Regions from separate parts of the Mus musculus genome. Here all the other regions are linked to region 1. Evidence: chromatin contacts called from public Hi-C, HiChIP or PLAC-seq, capture Hi-C and promoter capture Hi-C data. All regions are on one chromosome and are shown on one strand. Each heading gives the region's core, a stretch centred on a gene start, on an enhancer-like site or on the middle of the called end of the contact. The rest is flanking DNA. Distances are from core to core; before and after follow the strand shown.

The links. Promoter capture Hi-C pulls out the DNA fragments that hold promoters and counts their contacts. Hi-C and Micro-C count contacts between places; a contact is called where the count stands out from the background. HiChIP or PLAC-seq counts read pairs in DNA pulled down with a chosen protein or histone mark. Capture Hi-C pulls out chosen DNA fragments and counts their contacts.
Region 2: a contact with region 1 is called in a promoter capture Hi-C map of embryonic stem cells, with 2.9 times the contacts expected there. The contact joins the enhancer-like site here to the promoter of Gltp in region 1. A contact is called at or near these places in 1 of 39 promoter capture datasets (embryonic stem cells), 2 of 484 Hi-C or Micro-C datasets (the HL-1 cell line and embryonic stem cells), 3 of 115 datasets of contacts at active chromatin or transcription factors (bone marrow-derived macrophages and embryonic stem cells) and 1 of 9 other capture datasets (embryonic stem cells).
Region 3: a contact with region 1 is called in an HNF4G HiChIP or PLAC-seq map of pancreatic cancer cells. The contact joins the promoter of Mlec here to the promoter of Gltp in region 1. A contact is called at or near these places in 8 of 39 promoter capture datasets (embryonic stem cells, hematopoietic stem and progenitor cells, hippocampal neurons and 3 more), 2 of 484 Hi-C or Micro-C datasets (CD4 T cells and muscle stem cells), 4 of 115 datasets of contacts at active chromatin or transcription factors (embryonic stem cells, memory CD8 T cells, pancreatic cancer cells and 1 more) and 1 of 9 other capture datasets (liver).
Region 4: a contact with region 1 is called in an H3K27ac HiChIP or PLAC-seq map of embryonic stem cells, with 3 times the contacts expected there. The contact joins the promoter of Unc119b here to the promoter of Gltp in region 1. A contact is called at or near these places in 2 of 484 Hi-C or Micro-C datasets (both in embryonic stem cells) and 3 of 115 datasets of contacts at active chromatin or transcription factors (embryonic stem cells and pancreatic cancer cells).
Region 5: a FOXA1 HiChIP or PLAC-seq map of pancreatic cancer cells shows a contact between it and region 1. The contact joins the enhancer-like site here to the promoter of Gltp in region 1. A contact is called at or near these places in 1 of 39 promoter capture datasets (liver), 2 of 484 Hi-C or Micro-C datasets (CD8 T cells and LSK cells), 4 of 115 datasets of contacts at active chromatin or transcription factors (embryonic hindbrain, forebrain, neural tube and 1 more) and 1 of 9 other capture datasets (liver).
Region 6: a contact with region 1 is called in a Hi-C map of epidermal suprabasal cells, with 4 times the contacts expected there. The contact joins the promoter of Sppl3 here to the promoter of Gltp in region 1. A contact is called at or near these places in 2 of 484 Hi-C or Micro-C datasets (embryonic stem cells and epidermal suprabasal cells), 3 of 115 datasets of contacts at active chromatin or transcription factors (embryonic stem cells, memory CD8 T cells and pancreatic cancer cells) and 1 of 9 other capture datasets (pancreatic islet).
Region 7: a contact with region 1 is called in a capture Hi-C map of embryonic stem cells, with 2.5 times the contacts expected there. The contact joins the promoter of Hnf1a here to the promoter of Gltp in region 1. A contact is called at or near these places in 4 of 39 promoter capture datasets (the 3T3-L1 cell line, the C10 cell line, the HPC-7 cell line and 1 more), 1 of 15 datasets of contacts at CTCF or cohesin (large pre-B cells), 3 of 115 datasets of contacts at active chromatin or transcription factors (embryonic stem cells and pancreatic cancer cells) and 1 of 9 other capture datasets (embryonic stem cells).

Annotation. Positions count from the first base shown.
Region 1 is chr5:114,689,232-114,693,080 of GRCm38.p6, forward strand. Gltp (glycolipid transfer protein) reads right to left here and starts at 1,704. Exons shown (of 5, transcript NM_019821.2): 1 at 1,528-1,704. The coding sequence starts at 1,630.
Region 2 is chr5:115,089,396-115,092,971 of GRCm38.p6, forward strand. The region is part of intron 8 of Sppl3 (signal peptide peptidase 3); the gene reads left to right. Among named protein-coding and RNA genes, the nearest start is that of Rpl37rt, 17 kb to the right of the region's middle. Within about 2 kb of position 1,941, at least 25 of the 459 cell types and tissues checked have an H3K27ac peak or open chromatin away from gene starts, as enhancers often do. A contact at or near this core is called in embryonic stem cells, where this site is marked.
Region 3 is chr5:115,155,835-115,159,658 of GRCm38.p6, forward strand. It overlaps Mlec (malectin), which reads right to left and starts at 2,342. Exons shown (of 5, transcript NM_175403.3): 1 at 1,969-2,342. The coding sequence starts at 2,200. Gm35465 (a long non-coding RNA gene) reads left to right here and starts at 3,665. Exons shown (of 2, transcript XR_387598.3): 1 at 3,665-3,824.
Region 4 is chr5:115,133,188-115,137,315 of GRCm38.p6, forward strand. It overlaps Unc119b (unc-119 lipid binding chaperone B), which reads right to left and starts at 1,788. Exons shown (of 5, transcript NM_175352.4): 1 at 1,480-1,788. The coding sequence starts at 1,723.
Region 5 is chr5:114,362,587-114,366,616 of GRCm38.p6, forward strand. Myo1h (myosin 1H) reads left to right here. Exons shown (of 32, transcript NM_001164573.2): 32 at 405-1,990. The coding sequence ends at 428. Kctd10 (potassium channel tetramerisation domain containing 10) reads right to left here. Exons shown (of 7, transcript NM_026145.4): 7 at 986-3,280. The coding sequence ends at 3,056. Among named protein-coding and RNA genes, the nearest start is that of Kctd10, 16 kb to the right of the region's middle. Within about 2 kb of position 2,660, at least 74 of the 459 cell types and tissues checked have an H3K27ac peak or open chromatin away from gene starts, as enhancers often do. A contact at or near this core is called in LSK cells and pancreatic cancer cells, where this site is marked.
Region 6 is chr5:115,009,555-115,013,367 of GRCm38.p6, forward strand. It overlaps Sppl3 (signal peptide peptidase 3), which reads left to right and starts at 1,970. Exons shown (of 11, transcript NM_029012.2): 1 at 1,970-2,061. The coding sequence starts at 2,039.
Region 7 is chr5:114,969,089-114,972,968 of GRCm38.p6, forward strand. It overlaps Hnf1a (HNF1 homeobox A), which reads right to left and starts at 1,974. Exons shown (of 10, transcript NM_009327.3): 1 at 1,431-1,974. The coding sequence starts at 1,756. It overlaps Hnf1aos1 (a long non-coding RNA gene), which reads left to right. Exons shown (of 6, transcript XR_878697.3): 1 at 1-949.

The DNA of each region.
Region 1 (3,849 bases), core at 454-2,953:
CAAAGAACAAAACCATCTCCACAGACAAGCAGATACTGCCCCCCCACCCCCTCTAAGGAACAAAACTGCCATCCCTTGAGAAGCACTGGCTCCAGCAGATTACGAACCCAGGACAGGCTGGCTCGAACTAGCAACTACTCAGAAAGCCAAGGGCACAGAAGACATAGTGTTGTCGGGGCTGGGAGGTGACTCAGCAGGTCACTGTGGAGCCCCATGACCTGAGTTTGGTTCCCAGAACCCATATTGTGGAAGGAGAGAACAAACTTCCGAAAACGGTCCTCCAGCCCCCGCCTGTCTGTCCCCCCCCCCATGCCAACACACACAAATAAATATATTTTTAAAAACAACATAATGCTGTCATAAAAACCAAAGCTAACGCCAACAGCTCCCTCTCTCTGGAGATGCAATCTGATCTACAGCTGAGATACAGGCGAAAAAAAGCAGGTCTTAGGCATGCCACGGGTTGACAGAGCACCCACTGGGCAGTGCTGGAGCTTTCTCAGCCTCTGAGAAAGCCTGAGACCTGCTCTCGGGATGCTCCTCCAGGCTGGCGCATTGGGCCCGAAACTAGATTCAAGAACTTCACACAAGTTCCTTTCCACAGCTAACACCCACCCTTCACAGGCTCTCATTTAGTCCCCACCCCCAAACCTGCCATTTCACAGATAGGGACTCCAAGACACAGATCTACATGGCCACACACGCCCTATCCCCACCAGGGGTTGAGTGGGTGCCAGACCTCCTCAGGCTAAGGCGGTTTCAAGGCTCTGTCCAAGTATTTCAACTGGACTCTGTACCCGGGAGCTGGTGTCATCCTGCAAAGTCACCAAGTGAGCTAGCAGGGTAGGGCGCTGGGAGCGTCCCCACCAAGAAGAAAGCTGGGCTCAGGTAGCAGCACCCTCTGTGAACCGCAAGGCAAAGGGCAGGGCAGGAGGCATTAGTTTTCCTTCCACTTTACAACAAGGTCTTAGGCTGGAGGAGGGGCGGGGAGAGAACGCGCCTGAAAGTGGCTTGGGGACTCATTCCAGCGCTCCTGGGAGGTGCTTCAACTTGACATATGGAAGACCGGACTTTTTCCTTTTCGAAAGGGGGTGGGGATCCGAGCTAAGCACCCTGCAGCTGACATCACCCCCACAATCCAGCCCCCTTTCCCAGATGGGGGAAACCCTTTTCATGACTTCCTCTAAAAAGGGCCCTTGAGTTTTGCAGCTCCATCTTCAAGTCCTTGGAGGTGGTGGGGTGGGATGGGGGTGTTCTTTGGTCTGGGATGGGAAGAGGCTGGGGTGGGGGGTAGGGCTTATCGTTCAGAGTGAGGGTGGGGGAGAATTGAGAACCATTCTGAAGGGGGCGGAAAATGAAGCCGGGGATGAAGATGTTAGGCGCAGCCGGAGGGCTGATGAAGCATGCCCACGGTGCAATAGCAAGCGGTGTTTGGGTGCAATGGATGACAGGGAGTTAAGGGCCCGGGTGCATCTGAGGAAGAGGGATCTGGGCAGGTGAGGAGGACTGGCAAAGCCCGGGACTCACCAAAGAAGGGCGGCAGGTGAGCCACAGCCTCCAGGAAGGGCCCGGTCTCGATCTGCCGGTCTGCGGGCAGCGGCTTGAGCAGGTGCTCGGCCAGCAGCGCCATTTCGGGGTCGAGGCCCTTGGTGATGCCCCAGCCCGCGCCGAGGGCGTCCGCGCCCGGGCTGTCGCCGCCCGCCGCCTCCCGGGACGCCAGCGTCGCCACTTCCGCCCGCGCCTCGCAGCGAGCGCCGAGCGCCGCCCGCAGGCCGGAGCCATGGAGCACTCGGCCCCGCCCCTCAGGGGCTCTGCCAATGGGCGCCCACCGCCGCGCCCTTCCGACCAATCGAAGCCCGCCGCCCCCGCAGCCGCCGCGCCATTGGTCTGGAGGCGGGGCTTAGCGGAAGCGCGGGCGTCTTGCACCTGGTGAGCCGCGCCCAGGTTGGGATGCTCTGGCCGGGTTTACAGCTCAAACCCTGACGGGGCCTTGTTTCCCAATCCAGGGTCCTCCAAAGTGCCAGGTTCGCGCCCCACAGCCTACACCCCGGCTCACCTCAGCCACAATGCAGCCTAGCTGCTGCGTCCTGAAACACAGAGCTCAGTGTGTTTAGGGAACACTCCCTAATTCCATGGAGAGATAACAGCCCAAATTCCAAGTGGAGAGCCTGGTACTCCGCCCACACTGAGTATTCAGTAATCCTACTCTGCACTGCTGCTGCTCCGTACTGTGATGGTCACGGAGGATAGAGTGACCATGGCGCTTAAGCAAAGCCTTAAATTGAGGGAGCCGGAGAGCTGTGAGCGGTGCACGGGAAGGGCGAGCAGGGGCTGGGAGTAATTTGGGCAGTGGTGGCGCACGCCTTTAATCCCAGCACTCGGGAGGCAGAGGCAGGTGGATTTCTGAGTTCCAGGACAGCCTGGTCTACAGAGTGAGTTCCAGGACAGCCAGGGATACACAGAGAAACCCTGTTTCGAAAACCAAAAAATAAAGGAAGGAAGGGAGGGAAGAAGGGAGGGAGGGAGGGAGGGAGGGAGGGAGGGAGGGAGGAAGGAAGGAAGGAAGGAAGGAAGGAAGGAAGGAAGGAAGGAAGGAAATTAGTTGTGGTTCATAGTAAGGGCAGTGAGAAGATGTCTAGGGGCCAGAAAAGCATATACTAAATCTTGTTAAATGATTTTAATTTACCCTTTCAGGAGGCAGATGGCAGAAAGATTGACCCAAACTACAGGCATGACCCCAAGAAGTCGCGGGCGGGGAAAGATCCGACCGTCCTTATCTCTTGCATGCCCAGTCACGTTAGATCTCCTACTGATAGGTGCCCAAGCCACCAATTTCAGCTTGTTCCCACCCCACCCAGACTCCCCGCCTCGGGCATCCCAAGATGCAATCTTCCTACAACAGCCTCCCCAGTGTCCCAGCTCTGCCAGAACCCCACCCACCTTTGGGAAGACTCCCTAATTCCATGGAGAGATAACAGCCTGCACTGGGGCCTCTGGCTTCAGAGAGAATCCTGATGGCTCAACCTGCTCCATTCCAGCTGAGACACTCAGAAACCACATGTGACTCGACACAAGAAAGATGGATCTTTTAGATAGTAGCTTGGTGTCCTGAGACAGGTCTTGAAAGTTCACCCATCCATTCATCCTTCCCTTTCTTCATCTCCCCATCCCTCCCTCTCTGCCTCCACCCGTCCATCCACCCGTTTGTCCATCCACCCGTTCGTCCATCCACCCGTTCCTCTACTCATCAGAAAGCACTTGCTCTAGAGTTGACTCCTTTTTTGTTTGTTTGCTTGGGGTTTTTTTTGTTTGTTTGTTTTTGTTTTTTTGAGACAGGGTTTCTCTGTGTAGCCCTGGTTGTCCTGGAACTCACTTTGTAGACCAGGCTGGCCTCAAACTCAGAAATCTGCCTGCCTCTGCCTCCCAAGTGCTGGGGTTAAAGGCCTGCGCCATCAAGCCTGGTTTAGTTCTATTTTTCTTGAGACGGGTATTATTGTATGTTACACTGGAACCCCTGCACATCCCCTACACAAGCTGAGAAACCCCATCTTTCCTCCTTCCTCCAACCCCTCCCACCCAGATGAAACTCCCCCTCTACCCTGTCCCCCCATGCCCCACGCCTGCTTGGAAAAAGCTCAGGGCTAATATCTCTCCATCTCTCCATTTCCACCAACCTACCCAAGAGTGCCCGCCCAGGGGCTCAGTTTCTGACCATGTATGATCACCATCAGAGCTCCTAACTGGTGGTCATCACTCCTCATCTAGGTGATATAAAACCCCCTTGCTTTATCCTGGATGTGTGACTTCACTAACCTGGGAGATGGGTGAACCCACTGAGAGTTGCCTCCT
Region 2 (3,576 bases), core at 691-3,190, 400 kb after region 1:
TCAAGTGTTTATTAGTCATTTATACCTCTGAGGACTCTGTTCAATTTAGTTCCTATTGGTTACTTTGTTTCAAGTTTTGAGTTCTTTAAATATTGTAGTTATTAGTCCCTGGTAACATAAATACAAGCTGTCTTTCTTCACTTTTGTTTGCTTCATTTGGTTGTAGCCCTAATGCAATCCTGTGTGTCAGTTCTCGGTATTACCTATGCTGTTGAAGCCATTACCAAAAATCTTGCCTGTCTGTGGCTAGAGATGCATTTCTACCCTTACCAGTTTTAAAGTTTCTGGTCTCAGGGTTTTGTTTTTTATTTTTTAAAATACATTTTAATTTGTGTGAGTGCTTTTCTGCATGCATCTCCATGGACCACATGTTTGCCTGGTGCCCTTGGAACCAGAAGAGGGCAGCAGATCCCCTGGAACTGGACAGATGATTGTGAGCTGGCCTGTGGGTGCTATAAACTAATCCTGGGTCCTCTACAAGAGCAGCCAGCGCTCGTAACCACTCAGCGATCTGGCCCTTTAATTCATTTTGAGCTGGTTTTATGACAGATAAGAGATTAGATTGTCTTAGTTGTTAGTAAGGTTTTTATTGCTGTGAAGAGACACTGTGACCATGCAGCTCGTAAGGGAAAGCATTTTACTGGGGCTGGCTTTCAGTTCAGCAGTTCAGTCCATTGTCACCTTGGCAGGAAGCCAGGTGGCACATAGGTAGGTAGACTTGATGCCCCCAGTGGTAACTTCCTTCACCAAGGCCACACCTTCTAATAGTGTCATTCTCTATGAGCAAGCATTCAAATGCATGCGTCTGTGGGAGCCTATTCCCACTCCCATGGCATCCACTTTCATTGTAATTTACAGGAATATCCAGCTTTCCCAGACATGGTGTAGAAAAAGTGTCTTCAGTGCATGTGTTGTATATGGGGCGGTTGGGGATATAACGTAACAGAGCTTTCATAGCCTGATTCCATCACTAGCACCATAAAAAGAAGAGAGGACTGAGAGTGCATTCTGCAGTCTATCTGTTCCATTGGCTGTGTGCTGAGACTCTGACACAGTTTGAAATGAGGTAATGCCTGTCCTTCCTGGTGGTGCTTAGACCTGCTTTGGCTGTGCAGGACCTTTGGTAATTACTGTCTTTTCTGTTTCTGCTAAGAATGTTACTGGAGGGGCTGGTCAGATGGCTCAGAGGTTAAGAGCACTGACTGCTCTTCCGAAGGTCCTGAGTTCAAATCCCAGCAACCACATGGTGGCTCACAACCATCTGTAATGAGATCTGATGCCCTCTTCTGGAGTGTCTGAAGACAGCTACAATAAATAAATAAATCTTTAAAAAAAAAAAAAAAGAATGTTACTGGAATTCTGATGATGGTCATTATATCTGCGAGCCACAGTGCTAACTCATGAGTAGGTCTGTGCATTTTGTAGTGACTTCAAGTAGATGTCTCCTCACCTCTCTGCTCGAGTTCCCAGGGCTTCACTCCCCTGGCACTTTGGGAGTGGGAGGAGAGCATCATGACTAGGGTTTTCTTCTCAGAGGAATCATTGTTGGTCTATAGAAAACCATCACTGGCCAGGCCAGCCTGCTCTACATGGTGAGATGGGGGTTTTTGTTTTGGTTTTTCCCTTCCCTTATGGCTTTAAGAATTTAAACACCATATCCAAAAAAAAAAAAAAGTAAGGAGCACATAGCTTGAGTTGAGCCTTCTCAGAGTGAGTGAGCCTGGCTGTGGGCGTGGTCTTTAGTGTGCTGTTGACTTCAGTTGCAAGAATTTTTATTGACAAGTCTTCTGCCTGCAGCACCAGGGAAGATGGGAGTCCTTACCTGGACTTTGCCTGGTAGCAAAGTTAACCCTGGCTCAGTGTAGTGAGTTTGCTAGTGTCTTTTCCTGTCTGTGTGGAGTAGTTTGACCATGCAGATCGTCTCAGGTCTGCAGGAATGTGTCTGCACAGTCGTGGGTTTTCCCTTAGTGCTGACATCATTGCTCACTCTAGATCTGTTGGAGTTATCACAGCCTTGATTTCATTTCAGCTGATTGTATATATCTAGGGATTTATCCATTTCACCTTGATCTTCCAATTTGGGGAACATAAAATTTCAAAGAATCCATTGATTGTAAAACCCCTGCTGCTTCAGTCTGACTCACCCCCCCACACACCCCACCCCACCCCACCCCACCCGCTGATTTCCTTTACTTGTGCTGAGAGGCTTTGATGGCTTAAGTTTAGTGATGTTTTAAATGGAAATAGTAAAAGTTGTAAAGGTAACATTAGAGCTGTGTCTGTTGTGTCCAGAGAGCTCTGAAATGTTGTAGTTTTTATTTCTTCATTGACCACTGTTACTCAAGACTGTATTGTTCAGTGTTTGTGTAGTGTGTTACCTTCTTGTCCAAGTAACAAAAATCCCCACAGAAGCACCTATAAGAGGCTTATATCCTGTTCATGATTTAAGGGGATACGGTCCATCCCAGCAAGGGAGGTATGTGTGATGACTGGGCCTTGACTCTAGTGGTGGAAACTTGAGACACGGCTTGCTCTGAGCATCAGGAAACAGGGTCTTTCCGTACACCGCCACCATCGCCCCAGGGGGACCCCTCCCTCCCTGTAGGCCTCACCTCCTAATGCCTTCAAAATTTGGAAAACAGAGCCACCAGCTGGGGGCCAAATATTTATACACACAAGCCTATGGGGCATTTCTTACTCAAACCAAGACACACAGGCTCTGTAGTTCTTACTCTCTCATCTCTGCTTCTGTTCCCACAACCTGATAAAGTGCATGACGTTATCTCAGGGATCTTTAAGACTTCCTTTATCACCTGAAATGTGATGTGGTTGAATTTTCTTAAAACTTCACAGACTGCTGAGATGAATGTGTATTCTGTAGCTGTTGGGATATTCTGTGCACATGTACTTTTTTAGTCTACATCACCTAAATTTAGCTGGGTTTTGCACATCTTTAATCCCAGTACTGGGGAGGCAGAGACAGGCAGATTTCTTGAGTATAGCCAGGGCTATACAGAGAAACCCTGTCTCAAAAAATGTCGTCTACGTTTACTTAGATCTGTGGTTCTCAGCCCCTTGTGGGCATGACACTTTCACAGGGGTCATAAGACCATCAGAAAACACCAATTATGTTGTGGTTTTTAACAGTAGCAAAATTACTGTTATGAAGTAGCAATAAAAATAATCTTTTTGGTTGAGGGTCACCAAAACAGGAACTGTTTTGAAGTGTCACAGCATTAAGAAGGTTGAGAACACCTGCTTTAGAGTCTCCCAGTTTGTTCCAGTAGAGAGAAGTCTCTAGTGTGCTGGAAAATGAGGAAACAGAGTCCTGGGCTAGGTGGTGAGAACCAAGCTCAACACTTTGATGTCCCACTCGCCCTGGGATGTGGGGCTGCAGAAATCTAGTGCTCTGTTGGAATATGGGTTATCCTCACCAGAGCAGCAGGACTGCCATCCACTGTGTCCCTACCTCAACTCAGCCTGTCTAACCAGACTCCAGACCTACCTCATACAGCAGTCCCCAGACTGGGGTGTGGCCATTCCTAGTCAAGCCTTCAGAGCAACTACTTCTCACCT
Region 3 (3,824 bases), core at 1,092-3,591, 470 kb after region 1:
TGGCAGTCCTAGTTTCATCCTCTGTACCGGGGACCTAACAGGAGGACAATGGAACCAGTGTATAGCTGGATATCTGAATGAAGAAACCAGCTGTACACTGCCCTCACCACCATTATCTCAAGAGGCAAAGTCCACCAACTGTGCGGTTTCCTCAGGAGCTCCTTCCTCTCTGCCCACAAGCATGAAGAAAGAGGAACACCAGCAACAGAGGCAGTAACGACCTGCTGTTACAAAGTCTGGCTTTGGCTGCCACGACCTGGAGCCCTGACTCAGCGGAATCCAGGTTCCTGGGACCTGCATGCCAGGTCTAAATGAATTCCAGGACACAGAACTTCAGAGAACAGCCCCATGTGCCAAGACCCTTACATGTATAAAAGCAAAGAATTCTGGTTTCTTTTGTGAAACAAGCTCTCATAATGTAGCCCTGGATTGCTGGCTGACCTGGATCTCCCTAGATAAACCAGACTGGCTTTCATCAATCAGGGATCCTCCTGCCTCTGCCTTGATGGTACTGAGATTATAGGTGTGTGCCACAACATCCAGATAAGACACACACAATATAACTATCTCGACACAGAAACTGGGAGAAACTAAGTTGAAACCTTCAGTAAAGTTAAAAGAACCACACACAAACACTGAAAAAAGAGATTTCCTGTTGTCTGCAAAGGCAGCCTCTGCGCCCAGCATACAGCATCAATCTTCCAGAACATGAAACAAGAAAAACCTTTTCAAAAAACCTTTTCAAACAGTTTTGTGTAGTGTTCTGCCTGCATGTATGTCTCTCTGTGCACACGTGTGCCTGTGACTGTGGATGTCAGAAAGCCGCACTGGATCCCTGGGAAATGGAGTTATGGACAATCCTGAGCTATCATCTGGATGCTGGGAATCAAACGGGTTCTCTGAGAGAACAATCTGCACTCTTAACCACCGAGCCAGCTCTTCAGTCCCCGACTTTCCTTCTAAACCTGTTTTTCAATCCTACTTATGGAAGAATCTAGAGCGGTTTTCTCCAAAGAATGAATTGGGGGGGGGGGGGGTAAGGTAACCTATAACAGAAGTGCCTAGGGCAGAGACCCGAGTCCCAGCTAGTTAAGTTAAAAAAAAAAAAAAAAGTTTGTCTACTGTGTCTAGAGACTGCCCAGGAACCTGTATTTTTAACCATCTGTTCTCAAAAATTCTCATTTGGCCGTTGTGAACCTGTATTTTTAACCATCTGCCCTCAAAATTCTCATTTGGCCGTTGTGAACTGTGAAACTCTGTAAAACCCACTTTCCCCCTAAGCTGGGATCAAACGTCTTACGATCACCCGGGGGTCACACTCAAACCTTACACAGGTTGACCTCATAGGCAGGATGGGCTGCGATATACCGACACCCGTCGGGTGGCTTTGACTTTTAAGCATACAAATTCCAAAGGAGGGGAGGGGAGGGGTGCCACAGTCAAACTTTCCCGTACTATTCCCCCTTCGAAGACTCCCTGCCGTTCTGGCGAAGAATCAAGCCTCAGTCCCGGGCTTGGAAGGGGCACGGAAAACGGCGGGTGATCTGTAGGGTGGGCAAAGCATCTCCTGGAAACCGTCGCGATGGATGGCAGAGCAGCGGAGTCGATGACCTCCAACCTGCGAGGCCTCCAGGCGCCAGGCAAAAGGCCACCCTTGCCTTTTACATTCCCAGCTTGGGTGGGATGAGGGGCTGGGGCAAGGTAAAATGAGAAAGGGTCTAAATATAAACTTCTCGCCAACTCTATGCCTCGATGGCTCTTGGAAGCTTCCAGTCAGGGCTAGGCCCTGGGTCCTGGCCAGGTCCCTGGAGGGTGGGGGGTTGGGGGGCTGGGGGTAGGTTCACTGCAGAGAGAAACTTCGTTCCAAGGCTGTGGTCTCCCGGCTGGAGAGGAAGGGGTTCGAGGCCCGCAGCTGCGCCCTGCTCCCAGGCTGCGGACCCCCCCAGGCTCGGCCGGAGGGGCTCTCACCTCGGCCCACCCGGCCTTCCAGAGGGTCCTTGCGGAAGTGGATCCCGTGCACGTCCACATGCGCCTCGCCGCCTGCGTTCACTGCCCAGATGACGCTCTCCGGCAGTCCGGCCCCGGCGGCGCCGACCACGCCGAGCCCCGGACCCCGGAGCTTCGGTCCCAGCAGCAGCAGCAACAGAAGCAGCCGGAGAAGCGCCACAGCGGTTCCCTCGGCTCCCCGGGGCCTCAGCATGGCGGCCACCACGGCGGGGGCAGCCCCTGCCGACCCTCGTCCTCGGCCGGCCGCCCCCAACTCAGGAGAACAGCGCAGCGGACCGTTCTGCCTCGGCAACCCGGGACATGTCGCTCTCAGGGCCTCCTCCTCCTCCTCCTCCACCTCCTCGGCCTTGGGGCGCCGCCTCCCACCTCGGGAGCAACCTACCCCGACGCCCAGCCCTCAGCCCGGAGCGCCTCAGCCAATCAGAGGGAGGCCCTCATGAATTACCCACCACCCCGCCGAGAGCGGCCGCGCCATTGGCTGGTGCGTCCGGGGAGGGGAGTGGCCGCGCCTAGGCTCCGGCCCAACCACGGGGCACGAGAAGGAGCGCGCGCCCAGGGAGGGAGTTCGGTTGAAGCGGCGGTTCCATGCGGAAGTGGCGGGTGCAGCGCCCAGGCCGCCCCGGAATCCCACAGTCGACTGGGAAAGGTGGCCTGGGCCGGGGAAGGTTTAGAGAAGGGCGCACTGACACGTCGCCAACACTTCCGGTGCTCTAGAGCTGGGGACCGAGTCAGCTCAGAAGGGGGCGTTGCCGCCTTTTCCATCCCTCCTCCTTCAACTCAGAAAGCAAGAGCCCAGGCTCTTGCAAGCCGAGCGATGGTTTGTCCCCGGGTGGAGCATCGGGGCCCGTCTCTCCCTTGGATGCCATGTGAACAGGTGGCGGGACACGCGAGTCCCGCGAGGATACGGTCCCCACCGTCACCCCTTAGCAGGCGCTTGGTGTGTGGTAGCGTCCAGGAGGCCGTCCAATCAGAATGCTCCAACGCAGCGGAAACGCGTGGCTGTTAGGGGGAGGGGGCTCCAGGGTGCCTGCGTCTCCATGGCGACGGTCCCTGGCGGGCCTGGAAACCTAAGTGGAGCTAGGGGCTTCCTCCTCCTCCTCCTGCTGGGGACCACTGGCACGACCCGAGCTCCCTGCTTTGGCATTTCACACAGCGCTCTTCTGCGTTATTGTCCATGCCCTTGGGTATCTGCCTCAACTCCCATTTTTCCGACCCAGCCAAGCGGGGGAAGTGGAATCATTTGTTCCATAAGTACTTATCCTGTCCATACAGATAATGCGGACAAAACATGGAAAGCCCGGTTGAATTTGATTTTTGAGGTTCAGAAAAAGGAACATAAAACAACTCTGGGCGCGCTGACGCCAGGTGACGCGTGCCTGTATTCTCAGAGGTTAAAGCAGGATGATTACCGGGAGTTTTAAAAGGCCAGCTTGAGCTCCAAGAGTGCGATCCTGTCTCTATAACAATAAATAGGAGGCTGGAAAGATGGCTCGGTGTCTAGAGCGCTAGCTGCTTTGGCAGAGAACATGGGTTTTTTTACCCCCAGTCCCCTTAAGGCTGCTAAGGATGTGGGGGCCCAAAGGCCAGGAGGTCGTGGCACATGCCTTTAATCCCAGCACTTGGGAGGCAGAGGCAGGCGGATTTCTGAGTTCGAGGCCAGCCTGGTCTACAAAGTGAGTTCCAGAACAGCCAGGGCTATACAGAGAAAAACTAAAAAAAAAAGAAGGGGTCGCGGTTTTCTGACCTTCATTGTGTGTCCGTGACACGTAGACATACAGGTATTAAAGCCCCTGCTTGGGACTGCCAAGATCCAGGTC
Region 4 (4,128 bases), core at 538-3,037, 440 kb after region 1:
TATGTTCTATACTATACCATTGTGTGGCAGGTCCCTCAAGGGGAAGGGATGCCTTGGCACAGGCCCGCTGAGACATCCCCTTCCCCCATACCTCACTACACCCTCAAAGGACCTATTCTATACCTCTTTATCTTTTTATAAACACATCACAGAAGAACTTAAGAATGATAAAATCCAAAGGCCACTAAGCTCTGGCTGTGGCTTTCTCTAAGGACTCTCAGAGATGGGAAAGGGACATACATCAGGGGAGACCCGAGTGTCCTTAGCATGTCTGTAGGGCCAGGCATTTGACAGTCCAAGACACCAGTGAGGCTCACAGGATGTTAGTGGTCAGGTACTAGCCATTTCTATACTTTCAAATCCCCCATGAAAACAGAGAACTGAAGCAGCTTTTTCACTGTTCCGGGACCGCGAGCATGACTATCTACAGTTGTTTTTGGGCAGAGGAAAGAGTGTCCCCACCCCAAACAGTGTTAGGAAACTGGGTCACCAAACATCCCAAATCAAATTGAAACTATTTTAGGAGATGGAGGCTTCCTTTTGCACAGGCTGAGCCAGTTAATAGCCACTTTCCCTCAAACTCCATTTCCATGAGCAACCTGAACTACACCTCACAGCCCCAGGGGCCCCAGTGAAGCAATCCAGCGGATACTCTGACATCCTTCAGGGAAACAGGGTTAGAAGTCTCCAGGGCAGGGAGGTGAAAAGGGCAAGCCAAGGCTAACCAGGTGACTGCAAACTCCTGGGGTGGGGGTGGGTGAGGAAAGGGTGTCAGGTCAGGGCTGGACTGGGCAGCTTCCAAAAGGCAGAGGTAGATCATCAGGGAGCAGACACGTCTCTCTTCCCACCATCCCTTACACCAGTCAAAAAAGACTTAAAAGATGTAAAAAATCGTACTTCTGAAACACCGACCAACTGTAAATTCACTAGAAAAGAAATTTTCAAGAGCAAGAAGATCCCCGTCTCGGTTTCTACAAACGCTCAAACTTTTAAACTTTTTTTTGGGGGGGAGAGTGGGGGGAGATGTGGAAAAAAAATGCAACCAAGTTTAAGTGTGCAAGGAACGCAACAGCCACGTGTTTGACGGAAGCACAAGCTACCTGGACACAAAGGGGTCCCCGACCCCAGAGGGGACCGAAAGCAAAGGTCGAGAGGGGGAGGGGCTGTCAGGAGCCGGGGTCCGCAGGTAGGGGCTCTGTCAGGCTGCGGGAAGCTGGGGTTGGTCAGATCAGCAGGATGGGTGGGCAGGAACCCGGCTAAGGGCTGGGGTCGCAAGGACGGGGACCCAAGGTGGGCAGGGTCGGTCGGACCAGGCCCAGAGACGCTCGCCGGGTCTGGGAAGCGGGGCCCTCAGCAGCACGGCCCGAGCAGACCCCCGGCGTCGGCAGCACTCGACCCGGCCCAGCCCGCCGAGCGCTCCCAGGCCCGGTGCCCAGGGAGGGCGCGGCTCGCCCGCCCGCCCGCCCGCTCGCCACTCACTCTCGGTGACCCGGTTGAGGCGTAGGACGTGCTCGGGGCGGATCGTGTCCAGGGCCAGCAGCTCCTGCTCCGTGACGGCGGCCCCGGAGCCGTCGTCGGGCGTGTGTGGGGGCCCCTGGCGTCGCGCCTTGAGCCGGTTCAGGACGCCGCCGCCGGCCTTCTTCTTCTCCTCCTTGCCAGCCACCAGCCCGCCGGGCCCAGCCTGCGAACCCGCAGTCGCAGCCTTCGGGTTCGACCCGCTCATCGCTCCACCACCAAGATGGCCGCCACCTCAGGGGCGCCGTAACTATGGAGAGCGGGGGCGGGACCCTGGCGCCCAGGGCGGGGCCTGAGCTCCTGGGGGGCGAGGCCCGGGCTCCTGGGGGCGGGGCCTGTGGAGGAGCCGCCTCCTGGAAGGTGCGAGGGTGCTGACCTGAGAATCTTCACACTCCAGTCACTCTGGATATTTAAAACACATGCTTTTTTTTTTTTTTTTTTAAATTATTAGATATTTTCTTTATATACATTTCAAATGCTATCCTGAAAGTTCCCTATACCCTCCCTCCGCCTTGCTCCCCTACCCACCCACTCCCGCTTCTTGGCCCTGCATTCCCCTGTACTGGGGCATATAAAGTTTGCAATACCAAGGGGCCTCTCTTCCCAGTGATGGCCGACTAGGCCATCTTCTGCTTCATATGCAGCTAGAGACATGAGCTCTGGGGGTACTGGTTAGTTCATATTGTGGTTCCACCTATAGGGTTGCAGACCCCTTCAGCTCCTTGGGTACATTCTCTAGCTTCTCCATTGGGGACCCTGTTTTCCATCTTATAGAAGACTGTGAGCATCCACTTCTGTATTTGCCAGGCACTAGCATAGCCTCACAAGAGACAGCTATATCAGGGTCCCTTCAGCAAAAAAAAAAAAAAAGATTTATTTAGTAAACTGTAGCTGTCTTCAGACACACCAGAAGAGGGCATCAGATCCTGTTACAGATGGTTGTGAGCCACCATGTGGTTGCTGGGATTTGAACTCAGGACCTCTGGAAGAGCAGTGCTCTTAACCGCTGAGCCATCTTTCCAGCCCAGGCCTCCTCCTCCTCCTCCTCCTCCTCCTCCTCCTCCTCCTCCTCCTCCTCCTCCTCCTCCTCCTCCTCCTCCTCCTCCTCCTCCTCCTCCTCCTCCTCTTCCTCCTCCTCCTCCTTCTTCTTTTTTTTTTTTCAATCAATTCATTATTTGAACATCCTACCTGCTCCCCAAAAGAGATTTCTGGTATAGTCCAAAGCTACATGGTCCATGATTGGTGAACACAGTTTTCATGGTTTTGTTTGTTTTTGATGTTCTAGTAATTCCTGAAAGCTCTGTATGGGGCTTGGAGTGATGATGTCATATATGTGAATGATAAGGCTCACACATGTGACTTGCTTCCCAGCTGACAGAACTGTTTGGAAAGAACTAGGAGGTGTGGTCTCAGAGGAGGTGTGTCACTGGGAGTGGGTTTCAAGGTAGCAAAAGCCCACATCAGGCCCTGTTAACCCTCTCTGCATCTGGTTTAGTGTCAAGATGTGAGCTCTCAGCTACTGCTCCAGTGTGGACTGCCTGCCTGCTTGCCTGCTACCATGTTCCCTGTCACAATGGTCATCAACTCCAACCCTCTAAAATTGTAAATCCCATTTTAACCCCTGCTTCTATAAGTTACCTTGGTCATGGGGTCTTGTAACAGCAAGATAAAGGTAAGAGAGTTCTCAGGAAAAAAAACACTTGGTGCATATGGGTGTGCAGTCTAGCAATTTGTACTGGCAAAAAAATGGGCTCTCAAGGTTCACAGTTCAATGGAGGTTAGGTAAATCACACAGCAATCTCATAGCTACTGGGCAGCCCTTTAAATGGAAGGCCTATATGCACTAATCTGTCTCTACAAACAGACTAAGAAATGTTTAAAGGAAAACAAAACAAAACAACCCCAAGATGCAGAATGGTGTGCATAGAATATCTACATTTATGTATGAATATGTTATGTTAGGCTTGCAAGATGGCTCAGTGGGTAAAGCCACTTGCCAAATCTGAGCACCTGACTTTAATACCTAGGACCAACATGGTAGGAAGAAAAAGCCATCTCCTGTAAATTGTCCTCTGATTACTGCATACATGCATGCTATGGCTAGTGTGTATGCATGAATGCTCATGTACATGTGTGTGCGCGCACACACATAATACACGCACACTAAGTGTAATTGAAAATTAAAATTAAAAATACTATCCGTGGGGCTGGTGAGATGGCTCAGTGGTTAAGAGCGCTGACTGCTCTTCCAAAGGTCCTGAGCTCAAATTCCAGCAACCACATGGTGGCTCACAGCCATCCGTAACGTAACGAAATCTGATGCTCTCTTCTTGAGTGGCTGAAGACAGCTACAGTGTACTTACATATAATAAATAAATTAAATTTAAAAAATACTATCCGTATACAATTACAAATACATAGCAGATAAGAGATGCTAATGAATCTGTCACCTGTGCTGTACTGTAGCCGTTAAGAGGGAAGGACGTAAATAGTGTTTGCTGGGGGTCGGGTATTGAAGATACAGCAGTGGTAAACACATTGTCTCATATGTGTGAGGTCTAAACACTAGTATCAATCAATCAATCAATCAATAAATCAATCAATCAATTGATT
Region 5 (4,030 bases), core at 1,410-3,909, 330 kb before region 1:
GACCAGAGGATGTGTTCTGGTGCCATGGGTGAAGCAGACGGGGGAGGAACCCGTGAAATGCACTTTCTGTATATGCTTGTTTAATGTATATATCTTACTCGTATGTAAAACCGGTTTACAGGTATAGTTATATAAAAAGTGCTTTTTGCAGCATGGGGACCCTCCGCCCCCTCAGGGACAAGTGGAAGGAAAGGTTACTTTGAAAGTGAAGTCGGTGATCTTTCAGTGAGGTACTGGCCGGGACTCGGTGGCCACTCAGTCCCTCTCCCATGCCTATCTACGGCTGAAGATGCTGATTGGTCGGTCTCTCTGCATCACTTTGTAACCTGGCTGCTCCCTTAGGAGGGAGCTGCTTCCTCCAGGGCAGATGGCGGGGCTCTAAAGCTGGCTGTTCCTCTCCCCAGGTGTCGGCAGGGAAGAAAACCTGACAAAGGATGACCCCGCCCTCCTCGGTCACTATTTCTCCTCCAGCTGAGGTGAGCACCAAACAAGCATGGACCCCTCCAGTTATCCACGCTCAAGGCCAATGCGGCAGCTCCTGGAGAACAGCCGCATCAAGGAGCCCATGCTACGGCAGAGCCAGGTTTCAGGTGGCGCTGTATCTAGTCGCTTCCTGAGAGCCAACCTAGAGTCTTCCCCTGTCCCTGGTGGAACCCAATTTAGGCGCACACCAAGAAGTCACTGTAGGGTGGGCGGCAGACTCTGTACCTCTGGCAAGCTGCTGAGACCCAGGAGTAAAGAAAATCTTGTCAAGAGGCACAATCTCAACCCGGCTGCCCGTGGCGCATGCTGCCAGGGATGGGCTAGGCTCCCGGATCCCGGGGGGAGTCGGGGCCTCTGATGCCAATCTAACACCAGCCCATCCCTCAGCCCTCCAGAGAAGGACAGACTCTGAGGCAGGATGTGGCAGCCTTGCCCTTGCTGCACCTCAGTAGCCCTGCTGACTGGGCCAGGCGATCTCGAAAAGACCAGAAGGCGGCGTGAGTAGAAGCAGAGTTTAACGTTTATTTTACACATGTCCGCAGACACTCGTACAAGAGTGAGCACTTCTAAAACTCCCAGTATGGTTTTCATAGTGCAGAGGCAGGAAGAGTGTGATGTGCGTACATGACCAGGGACTGTGGGTGGAGCCCTCTGGCCGGCACGCACTCTGGGGAGGGCTGATTACCAGCACTGAGCAGCAGGTATGGGGTCTCAGCCTCCAGAGAGGTCAAACGGTCCATCTCCCACAGCAGGTGACAGAGAGCTGGGCCAGACCTGCCAGGCTGTGGGCCCCACAGACACTGAACTTGGTTACCATGAGCAAAAAGCTATTCTGGTTTATTTTAATTGTGAGCCCTTAGTGTGCAGTAAAAGTTCACTCTACACCAGCGACTCACTAGATGGTGATCTAGAAGTGCTGACTACTGCCCCTCACGCCAGTGTTTGGAATCCGGAAGCAGAGCTTTGGAGACTGACGCTGGGTCAGGCCCTAGCTGGACTCAGTTGCCAGCGAGATCAGGCACCGTGGAATGTTCACTAGGTCTGTTCCTATCCCTGGGAGCTGAAGTACAAAGCTACAGGCACAAGGTTTGAGGATAGAGGAAGGTAGAGAGAGCTGCCAAAAACAGTAACCGGAAGGCCAGAGGCCAAGGCAAGTCAGATTGTGCCGCTAGGTCATTCTCACATGAGCATTTACACAGTGTATACATGGCTTCTCCATTCCTATAGAAAACACCAGTACTGACATTCACTTCCTAGAAAAGCTGAACCCACTGGGCAGGGCTGCCGTTTAAAACAAACAGTATAAAAACGTAGGAAACATGATTCGTAAGCTCCCTTTCTTGGCTCTTAATACAAAAGTCTACCCCATACATGGTTCCTCGATCCAGTCGGGATTGTTTGAGTATTTATCATAGGTTTTGTGTCAGATACAAGAGAAAGGTATACAACTGTCATGTACAAAGCGAGCTGTACAAACCGTCGCTAAATAGAAATTTTAAAACCTGTCAGAGATTGCCCACTTAATACCTTTGGTCTAAAAAATAGCCAACACTTCCTTTATCAAGCAGCCAAATCCATCCCACACTCTCACCTAACCTTGAAACTAGTCTACTCAGCCACGACTCCTCTGCGCAAAGCAGACTCGAGGTAACTGACTGTTGTCGTGAGCGCCTGCGCCCTACAGTCACACGTCCCACCAGCAGTCACACACACATCCCCTGAACACAACAAGACCCAAAGGTATCTGCATGCCCACTCTATTCTGCAGGGAAACTGCTGCAAACTCAGTGGTGTCCTCACCTGGTGCCAGTGTCTGCGGTCACCCCAGTTCCTAACCAAAGGGCAAGGCACCCCCTTGATGAGAAAAGGAAGCCATGCAAGAGAGGAGTAGACCCTTAAAGCAGCGATGGCTGCCCCTTCCTGGATGGGGTACATCAAAAGGACTGAGCCGAGAGAGCAGCCAACTGCCAGGAATCGGTCTGCTCCCAGCCTGGAGTGTGCCTGCCATGCTGAGAACCAGGGAGAGGCCAGAAGCACACTTCGTCCCCCTTCCACTGTGCCCAAGGGGCTCTGTACAAAACCGCACACAGAGCAGACTCACAGGAGAGCAAAGACTGCCTGCTCAGAACACACCAGGGCCAGGCTGCTCAAGGACGCCTTGGTGGCCGGCTGCCAACTACGCAGTTCCTCCCAACTGCCAAACTAAGTCCTTGAGGGAGTGTCACCTAAGAGGCCCTAATAGGTAGTCAACACCCATAAAAATAAATACTGCAACAAAGGTTCTCACATACACGCCAAACTCATTCATACGTTTTCCTCCAAGGCCCCAGAAGGCTGGGCTCCAGGCTCTCACGGGAGGTGGGACCCCAGACACAGCATGTTCAGAAGGGGTGCACACCCGGGCCAACACAGAAGCAATCTACTTTGTCAAGAAATAACAAAATAATCATCTGGCTTGTTACAAAAGTGTCTCAGACTCCAGGGGAAGTGGGAGGTGCCCCAAAGCCTGCACAGGGTCTGAGGGGGCGGGGCAGGAGCAGAGGGAGGGCAGAAGGCAGGGTGCTCGGCCTGCTCACTGGTGGAGGTGGGCCCGGTCATCTGGGCGCTTGATATGGATCCTCCTCACGCGCTCGATCCGCTCCCGCTCCCGCTCCTCGTCCTCGTCCAGGTGATGAGAACGTCCAGCTGCCCCGCCCGTGGCCTCCAGGAGGGCATTGTCAGGTCCTCGGCCATCCTGGGCCTCGTACAGCAAGATATTCAGGGTCTCCTCATAAATGCGGGCTTCAGGGAACTCAACCTGTGCCCCACAAAATACATGGTGGGAACGTTAGCCGGCTGCACATGGCCACTACCTCACACTACATCTCAGCAGGGCCTCAGGCTCCCCAGCTCCTAGGCTGACAATGCAATCCCAGGGAGTCCACAGTGCTCCCTGGATGTCCTCCACTTGACTACACTTCGGCCTCCAGCGGATTCACGGCTGCAAGCAGAGCCTGTCCTCAGTGACATCTTCCTCATGGCAGGGGTGGGGAGTTGGGGTCTGAGCGGGTGGGAGAATGACAGGGATAAGCAAAGCCCCAGCTCTCTGGGTAACTGAGAGGTGAGCCCAGGACAGTGAAGGGAGAGAGCTTGCAAAGCTATTCTGGGTATCCGACTTCCTCCATGGGCAGGGTCTGCTCCTCAGCTTCACACAGACCAGCCATGGGGACAGCCGGTGTGAGAGGCTGAAGGCTGGGAAAGTCACATTGCCACAAGAGCTCCAATCACAAGGCTAGGCGGAACTTGTGACCCAAGTCTCACAGTGGCAATTGCCAGACACACCAAAAAAACATAGCGGAGCCATTGAGGTGGCTCAGAGGGTAGAGCCGCCAAACCCGACAACCTGAGTTTAGCCTCAGTTGCCAGCTCCAGGATCCCATGGAACCACATCTCCCAAAGCCTCAGGGGTGAGAGCAACCCCGACAGGTGACTATGGCCTACACACAGGTGACTAGAACCTTGGCAAAATTAACGTCCATTTCCCTTAGGGTGAGAGAGAAATGACAGA
Region 6 (3,813 bases), core at 720-3,219, 320 kb after region 1:
AGGGTTTCTGGGAAGCGTACTGTGTTCGTTAGCCAAGCATGGCCCCCAAACCTCATCTTTCCATTCACAAGCATAGTGACTGAGCGGGAGGCCTAGGGAGGCCTTCAGAGCATGGTCTCCACCCATCATTTTAGTGTCTTTGTCCAACAACCTGTGGCATAAACTGTTCATTCCTGCCTGGTTCCAAGCTCAGCCCAGAAATTCCCATTACTGGGTCTTGCTCTCTGCCGCTCTCTTGGCAAAATGATTTTTCTGTTGGTAAGCCTCTTGTGGTCTGAGGATGTCTCACTCCTGCCTGAGAAAATGTTCTCCAATGCCTTTGGGGAGGGGGTTCAGTTCATTGTACCATCCTGTCTTTACCTCAGGCCTACGTTCCTGAGGTTGGTCTCTGGTCCACCACAGCTTTCTTTCTTCTTCTTCTTTCTTTCTTCTTTCAAGATTTCATTAGCTCAGGCTGGCTTTAAACTTTGTGCCAAAGTCTGTAAGTCAAATTCTCTGCATATCTGAGGATGACCTTGATCTATTGCTCAGTATACACCCCTCCCCCCAAGGCCCACCTACTACAGTTCTGGGAGTACAGTGTCTCGTGGTCTAGTTTTGTTGCTTTAAAAATCCTCCACGTGTCCCTTCAGCCTGATAACCAGTGAACTTTTTGCTGTTTCCATAGTCATTTTTCCAGAATGTCATGTGGTCAGAAACATACACTGTGTAGCTTAAATATGTTTCCTCATCTCTTGCTATATGCTTCTTCACGTTTCTCCCTGTCTTTCATTAACTCATTATAGAGTCTCTCTATGTATTCTTGGCTGGCCTGGAACTCACTATGTAGACCAGGCTGGCCGCAAACTCTTAGAGATCTGCCTGCCTTTGCTGGGATTAAAGGCACGCACCACTAGGCCTGGGTTTTTAAATTTTTTTTCCTAACACATGGTCACACACAACGCTCTAACAACTGAGTTATGCCCATTCACCCTATCAAAGTAGCCTGCACCCTTCCTTTAGTCTCTATTAATTGCTCTCCATTATTAATAGCCCCATGACTCTGAAATAATCTTCGTGCTTTAGCCAGCTCGAACCACCTATGTCTCTTCCCTGAGAATATGCATGTAAGGACAAGGGCCTAGGTGAAGGCGCTGACGCCTAGCTGGCACCCAACAAGGACCCCGCTGATCGCTTCTATGAAGACGAGCATGGTAGCATTTGACTTGGCACCAGGCGCCGCGAAGGGACGTTTGCAGAAACCAAGGAGGGGGACCGCGCAGCGCGGGAACCCGAATGCAGCGCTCTGTCCGCATTTTGACAGTTGACTGGCAGCTGAGGACCCAGGGACAGCCGACGGTGGATGATGGAAGGTTGACAGCTGAGTGGCAGTCAACCGCCGCGCACCGGGGAGGACCACTGCGCGCCCAAGGGGCCTAGCGCGCGGCGGCCGCTGCAGCTAACCGTAGCCCCGAGCCGACCTGGGCTGAGCGCTCCGCGCATGGGCAGCGCGCGCGAGGGGGCGGGGCGCCGGGGTCACGTGAGCGTGTTTTGGGCACGTGACCAGCGGCCCGGGCTCGCCCCCGCCCGCTCGCTCGCTCCCTCCTCCCTCGGCGGGCGGGTGTGCTTCGAGCGGCCTCGCCTCACCGCCTAGCGCCCCCCTCAGCCGTTGCTGCCGCCGCTGCCGCCGCCGCCGCCGGCCATGTCCCCCGGCCGCCGCCGCCGCCGCCCGAGCGCGGCGCTCCCGCGGCCCGGCGCGCACTGAGCGCGGGCCCGAGCCACCGTTTCGGGGCCCTTGTTCTCCGCGCCGCCGCCGCCGCCGCCATGTTGGGTTTGGAGCCGCAGCGGAGCCGCCGCCGCCGCCGCGGCTGACGAGGCCGAGCGCGGAGCCCGGGGCCCGCGCCCGCTCCGGGGCCCAGGGAGCGGGGCCCGTCGGAGTCTGTCGGAGCCCGACTGCCTGTCCTCCGTGCGAGCGAGTGAAGGAGCGAGCCGCCGGGGCCCCCGGCCGCGCCCTCTGCCGCCGGCCGAGCGAGCCGCGGAGCCCCCGAGAGGCAGCACCATGGCGGAACAGACCTATTCGTGGTGAGTGCGGGCTTTTGGGGACGAGGAGGCCGGGCCGGGCCGGGCCGCAGGTGCTCGCGGGGCTCGGGGTGCGGGCCGCTGGGCGTCCTCCGAGCCCGGGGGAGGGGCGGTCATTCGAGCCGCGCAGCGGAACCGACTGGCGCGGGTGCTGGCGGGCCAGGGGGGAAGCTGGAGAAGGGTGGGCAGAGAACGGGCCCGGGCGAAGGTGTACCCCACTCTCGGCGAGAACAGGTGGTAAGAGGCACAACTTGCAAGTAGTGAGGGCGGGAGCGACCGCTTCCGCGGTGGGCAGAGGCCCTGCGGCCCCGTGATCGAGCCCTGGCACAGCGGAGAGGGGGAGTCTTGTTCCAGGATGGCCACATTCTGTAAAGGAAGTCGTCGGTAGCAGCGGGGTCATGGGTAGTCTTTGTAAAGGGGTTGGTACTCTGCTCTGGGGATTCGAAGAGTGCTGGCCGGTGTTCTGGGGGTGGAGGGCTCGATCACGGGAATGTGTGTGTGTGTCCGTCCAGGTTGAGTCCCCCTGCCTGTGGGACTTTTTTTAGCAGCGTGTTTAGGGCTGAGGCACACACACTTGTGATTTACAGGGGGGAGGTGACAGATGCGTCCAAGTTTGGGGGGAAAGAGGTGAGAAGGGCAGAGGCGTGGAGTGTTTGCCGCGGAAGGAGGTTGGTTGTACCGGGGGCGAGTGGGAATGGTGTAGTTGAGCTGTGGCTTGAGGGTGAGAAAACAGGAGATGGGTGGGTTGGTGGTAGGTACCGGGCGGGCGGGGAACCTGGTCGCTGCAGCCTAAGAGATCGGAGATGGTTTCAAGCACTTGTGGCTTGGTACCAGAACTGTCGACTTTTCCGAAGAGTGGGGTTGAAGGTCCGCTTCGTTTTGTAATTGGAAAAGTGAGTTAGTTCTTCATTCCTGGACCCTAAACCTTTAAGTACCAGAATTGCCTTTTCCCTAACCTGTACAGATTGTGTGGCTACCTTCGGAAAAGTGAGTTAGTTCTTCATTCCTTGACCCTAAACCTTTAAGTACCAGAATTGCCTTTTCCCTAACCTGTACAGATTGTGTGGCTACCTTCCCAAAGCACGGGGCAAACTGTCAAGTGTTGGGAGCGTAAGTGAGCTGTAACTACCATAGGGAGACAGTAAAAGAGCCGGGTTATACACGAAAACAAGGGATGGTTATGCTAAGTCGGGAGCTCACTGTGTCCTGATGGAGGGTTAGTGATCGAACATGCTTTAGTAATGCAAACGGCAGCGATGTATGCACAATCTGAAAAAGAAGGTAACTGGGAAGTTGAGAGGAAATAACTAAAAGAAAAGTTGGGTTTTGGTGGCTCCAGTTGTGGTTTAAAAGGACAGACTAATAGTTGTGAGCAGCAGTGAGGGAGGGGCATCTCAATGGCAGGTGGGATTCAGTTTCTTACCTGCAGATGGACTAGGTAATGTTGGTGCTGCCATGGGCACTGGCAACACCTAGAGCTTGCTTGTCCTGCCCCACGAGGACTCCTCTGTGAATCCTCATGGCTGCCTTGTTGGTTTGGTTTGGTTTTGAACTGTACTGTAAAAAGAATATGGATTGGTTGAAAAAAAAATACCAGTGATGAGGAACTGGGGAAAGTGCTGTGTGCAACACACATTCGCAGCCCCAGTTTGGAGCCACAGAGTGATGTCCTGTGTGTAACATTGAAGGTGAAAGTGCCTTAATGGGTAGGTAGGCCACCTACAGCTTGTGTGGTGCTTGTGGGCTAGGTAAAGA
Region 7 (3,880 bases), core at 724-3,223, 280 kb after region 1:
CTTGGCATCCCTGGCCCCTCAGCCTCATATTAAGCCCCTAGCCCCACCTGGGGCCCCAAGACAGGTCAGGCCCAGCTCCACCCTATCCAGGTTTCTTGTGCCCTGGTTCTGGCAATACTCGGCCCTTTGCCCCTCCCCTGCGGTGAGGCAGCCCTTTGCCCTCCACTTTCTGCCAAGTCAGGGGGCCTGACTGCTCCTCTGCCCCTTGCCCAAGGCCCAGGGAGGCTTCTGGACACTTCCAGAAATGCCGGGATCCACCAGCCCTCCCCCACCCCAAGTCAGAATCAGGACCTTGGACAGAAAAAAGGCTGCCTCTGGAGTATTCTTGTGAGACTGTCCCCAAACTCCTCAGCCAGCCCTCAGGCCCCTCCACGGCGCCTTCCCTGTCTAAGCCTCAGTTTCCCTACTGTAAAGCGTGTTTATTAACCACTTCCTTCTGGGGGGGCGGTTATCTCTATATTATGGGGATTTAGGCACAGCAGAAATCCCTACAGAAAATAGCGTGCCGGGCGATAATCTCAGGGAAACTGTGGAGGCTTGGGGAATTGGGGGTGGTAGTACTCCCCACAGCCCCCAAGCTACCTTTCCCTCACTTTGGTGTTCCTGTTCGTTCTCCACCCCCAAATGGGCATCTCCCCGCCACCGTCCCGACAAGTTAATGATCACAGGCCTTATCAGAGCCTTTTGCTATTTATAAATTTATAAAACAAAAGAAATAATGGCGTGCGTGGGTAATTAGTAACCAGAACGGCTTTGCTGAGGAGAGAGACGGGGGAGGCATTGAAATCGGGACCCACTCAGCACTCCAGGAGATGGGGAGCCAGACAACAGAAGAGGGGGGTCTGGTATGGGGAGGCCTCTAACCCTGCTATCTGACCAGGCTGGGGTCAGGGGCAAGCAGCACCTGGCCATGCAGGGAAACTGCCACCTTCAGCTCCATCTGCCCCAGGTAAGAAACCCAAGCGTACCCTGCCAGATGCTTAAGGCCCTGGCGGATCAGGAAATCCCCTAAAAGCCCAACATCAGCCCGGCCTCCTCAGGGGCTTTTGGGGCCCCAAACCTGGATCTGACCCCCCCCCCAGCCAAGAAGGTGGAATTTGTGGGAGCACAAACGACCACACTGGGGAAGGATTTCTACCACCCACTAGTTCTCCAACCATTTTCTTGGGGCTGGCTTTCCTTTGTCCTCTGTTTCAAAGTGACCTCAGGCCTGTCCCTGTTTCCTAAAGGCCGGACTGCAAACAGGTGGCCCACGGATACGGGGTATGTAGGGCCAAACAGAGGGGTAGGTTCGGCAAGAAGCCCTTAACCACCAGCCTGAAGACCACAGCTCCTAAGGCCCCCTAGACGGGAAGTGAAGCTTGCCAGGAGCATAGAATGGGGCGCTATGAGTTCCTTCCTGGGTGCTGGGGACAGGTTGGGGTCCTTACTGAAGAAGTGACTCCACCACGGCTTTCTGGTGGGCTGCCTCCTCTGGGCTGAGGTTCTCCAGCTCTTTCAGAATGGGTGGCGCGAAGTCTTCCCCATCGTCATCCGTGTCATCTTCAGAGCCACGCGTTTCTCCAAGGCCATTAGGCAACTCGGTCAGGTCCCCTCGACTCCCACCGCAGGACTCCCCCTTGTCCAGGGGACCCTCTCCAACCATCAGGTAGGGCCCTGGCTCCCCCAAGGCCTGGATCAGGGCCTCTTTGCTCAGGCCAGACTCGAGCAGGGCAGCCAGGAGCTCCGTCTGCAGCTGGCTCAGCTTAGAAACCATGGCTCCGCTGCCACCAGGCCACGCGGCCCAAGGCCACTGAGCTAGCCGCCTCCCCCACCCACGGCCGGTGTCTACCTGCCGGCAGGCTGGCAGTCAACGGACCGGGCTCGCTGCACCCACTGCCCCCCCAAATCCCACTAGTCAAGCTCTGTGGGCACCCCCAGCCCCCAACCCTGGCCCCAGCGGCCAGTGAATCAGGGCCCCTGCCTGCTCTGTTTACATTGGAGCTGGGGAAATTCTCCAAGGTTCATATTTATCCGTGCGCTTAGCGAAGGGACTGAACTTTGGACTTCAGCCTTGCAAGTGCAGGCCTCATGGCGGGTGAGAGGGACCGGGACCGGGAGTCATGGCCTGCAATTGGGAGTGAGCAGAAGGGAGGGTGGGGGAGGTGGAGAGGGGCCAGGGGCGCAGGGCTAGAGGCAGCAGGAGCCAGGAGGCCTCTGGGTGCGGCGCTGGGTCCCACTCTCCAGGATGCTTTCAGCCTGGCACAGGAGAACTTTAAAAGCCTGTTTCTTTGGGCCGCTGGGACAGCAGGAAGCTCTGGGCCACTGGGCCGGTTCTCCAGGGCAGAATCAGGTCACATTTCCTGGAGTGGGTCACTGCACCCTCAGTCCTAGCCCAACATCAGACTTCCCAGGGGGGGAAAAACCCCTGTTGTCTTAGCACTTCAGACTTCTGTGTTGAGGATACTGGGTTATAATGTATTGCATCCTATCATTGTGTGATCCGAACCAGAACGTGTGTGTGTGTGTGTGTCCTGTGTGTGTGTGTCTGTGTGTGTGTGTGTGTCTGTGTGTATCTGTGTATCTAATCTATATGTGTGTGTATAACTAATCTATGTTTGTGTATGTCTCTGTGTCTTGTATGTGTCTGTGTATCTAATTTTATGTGTGTGTATATCTAATCTATGTGTGTGTGTATGTGTGTGTATCTCTCTGTGTCTGTGCACGCACACATATGTATTGGGGTTTTTTGTTTGTTTGTTTGTTTGTTTGTTTGAGACAGTCTTACGATGTAGTTCAGGCTGACCTTGAACTCCTGATTTTCCTACCTCTAGCTCCCAAGTGCTGGAATTACAGACCCGTACCACAGCCAGTTTTTAGTCTTGCTGGGGTCAAACCCAGGGCCTTGTATACTCAAGGCAAGGGCTCTACCAAGAGCCAGAACCCCAGCCCCAAATACACCATTTTAATTTTTCTCAAGTATTACTTTTGTCAGTATTACCTAATGAAAGCATTTATATATTTTTTAAATCTTTTTGTGTGTGTGTGTGTGTTCCCGAGAGTGTGTGTATGTGTGACAGCTTGGGTGTGGAGGTCGGGGAACAACTGCAGGAATCAGCTATCTCTCTCTTCCACTCTGTGGAACCCAGGCAGTCTGACTTGTCACCTGCCCAGCCCTCTTGCCTTTTGAAATGCAGCAGCTGTTAGCAGCCATAAGCATATCCCAGCATGCAGCGCACCAATCGATCAATTTAAAACACTTTCATCATCCTAAAGAAACTGTTCTCCTGAGCAGCCCATTCCTATGCAGGTCTCTAGCCCCGCCTCTGGCAGTCATGGAGGCCGGAAGTTCACTCCATCCAGAGCGCAGATCTCATTTTATCCCCTCGATAGTGAATGGTGGGTGGGGAACTTTTGCAAGGAGACCAGGCACTTTCCGGTGCATCCATAGACAGCTAATTACCTATGTTCCGCCCACGTTTTAGCTGCAGTGAGCAAGGCTTCTAGAAACATCCACATGCACTTTTTTATGTGAATATGTGCTTTCGATCCTCATTCATGTAAGAAATACGTCACCAGGCGGTGATGGCGCACACCTTTAATCCCAGCACTTGGGAGGCAGAGGCAGGCAGATTTCTGAGTTTGAGGCCAGCCTGGTCTACAGAGTGAGTTCCAGGACAGCCAGGGCTATACCCTGTCTTGAAAAGCAAAACAAAAGAGAAACAAAAACAAAAACAAATAAACAAAATACCAAAAGAAATATATCACATGGACAAGGAGTTCTGGGCCAGCCTGAGCTACATATTATAAATTAATTGCTCATTAAAAACACTGGCCAGGCGTGGTGGCACACGCCTTTAATCCCAGCACTCCGGATGCAGAGGCAGGCAGATTTCTGAGT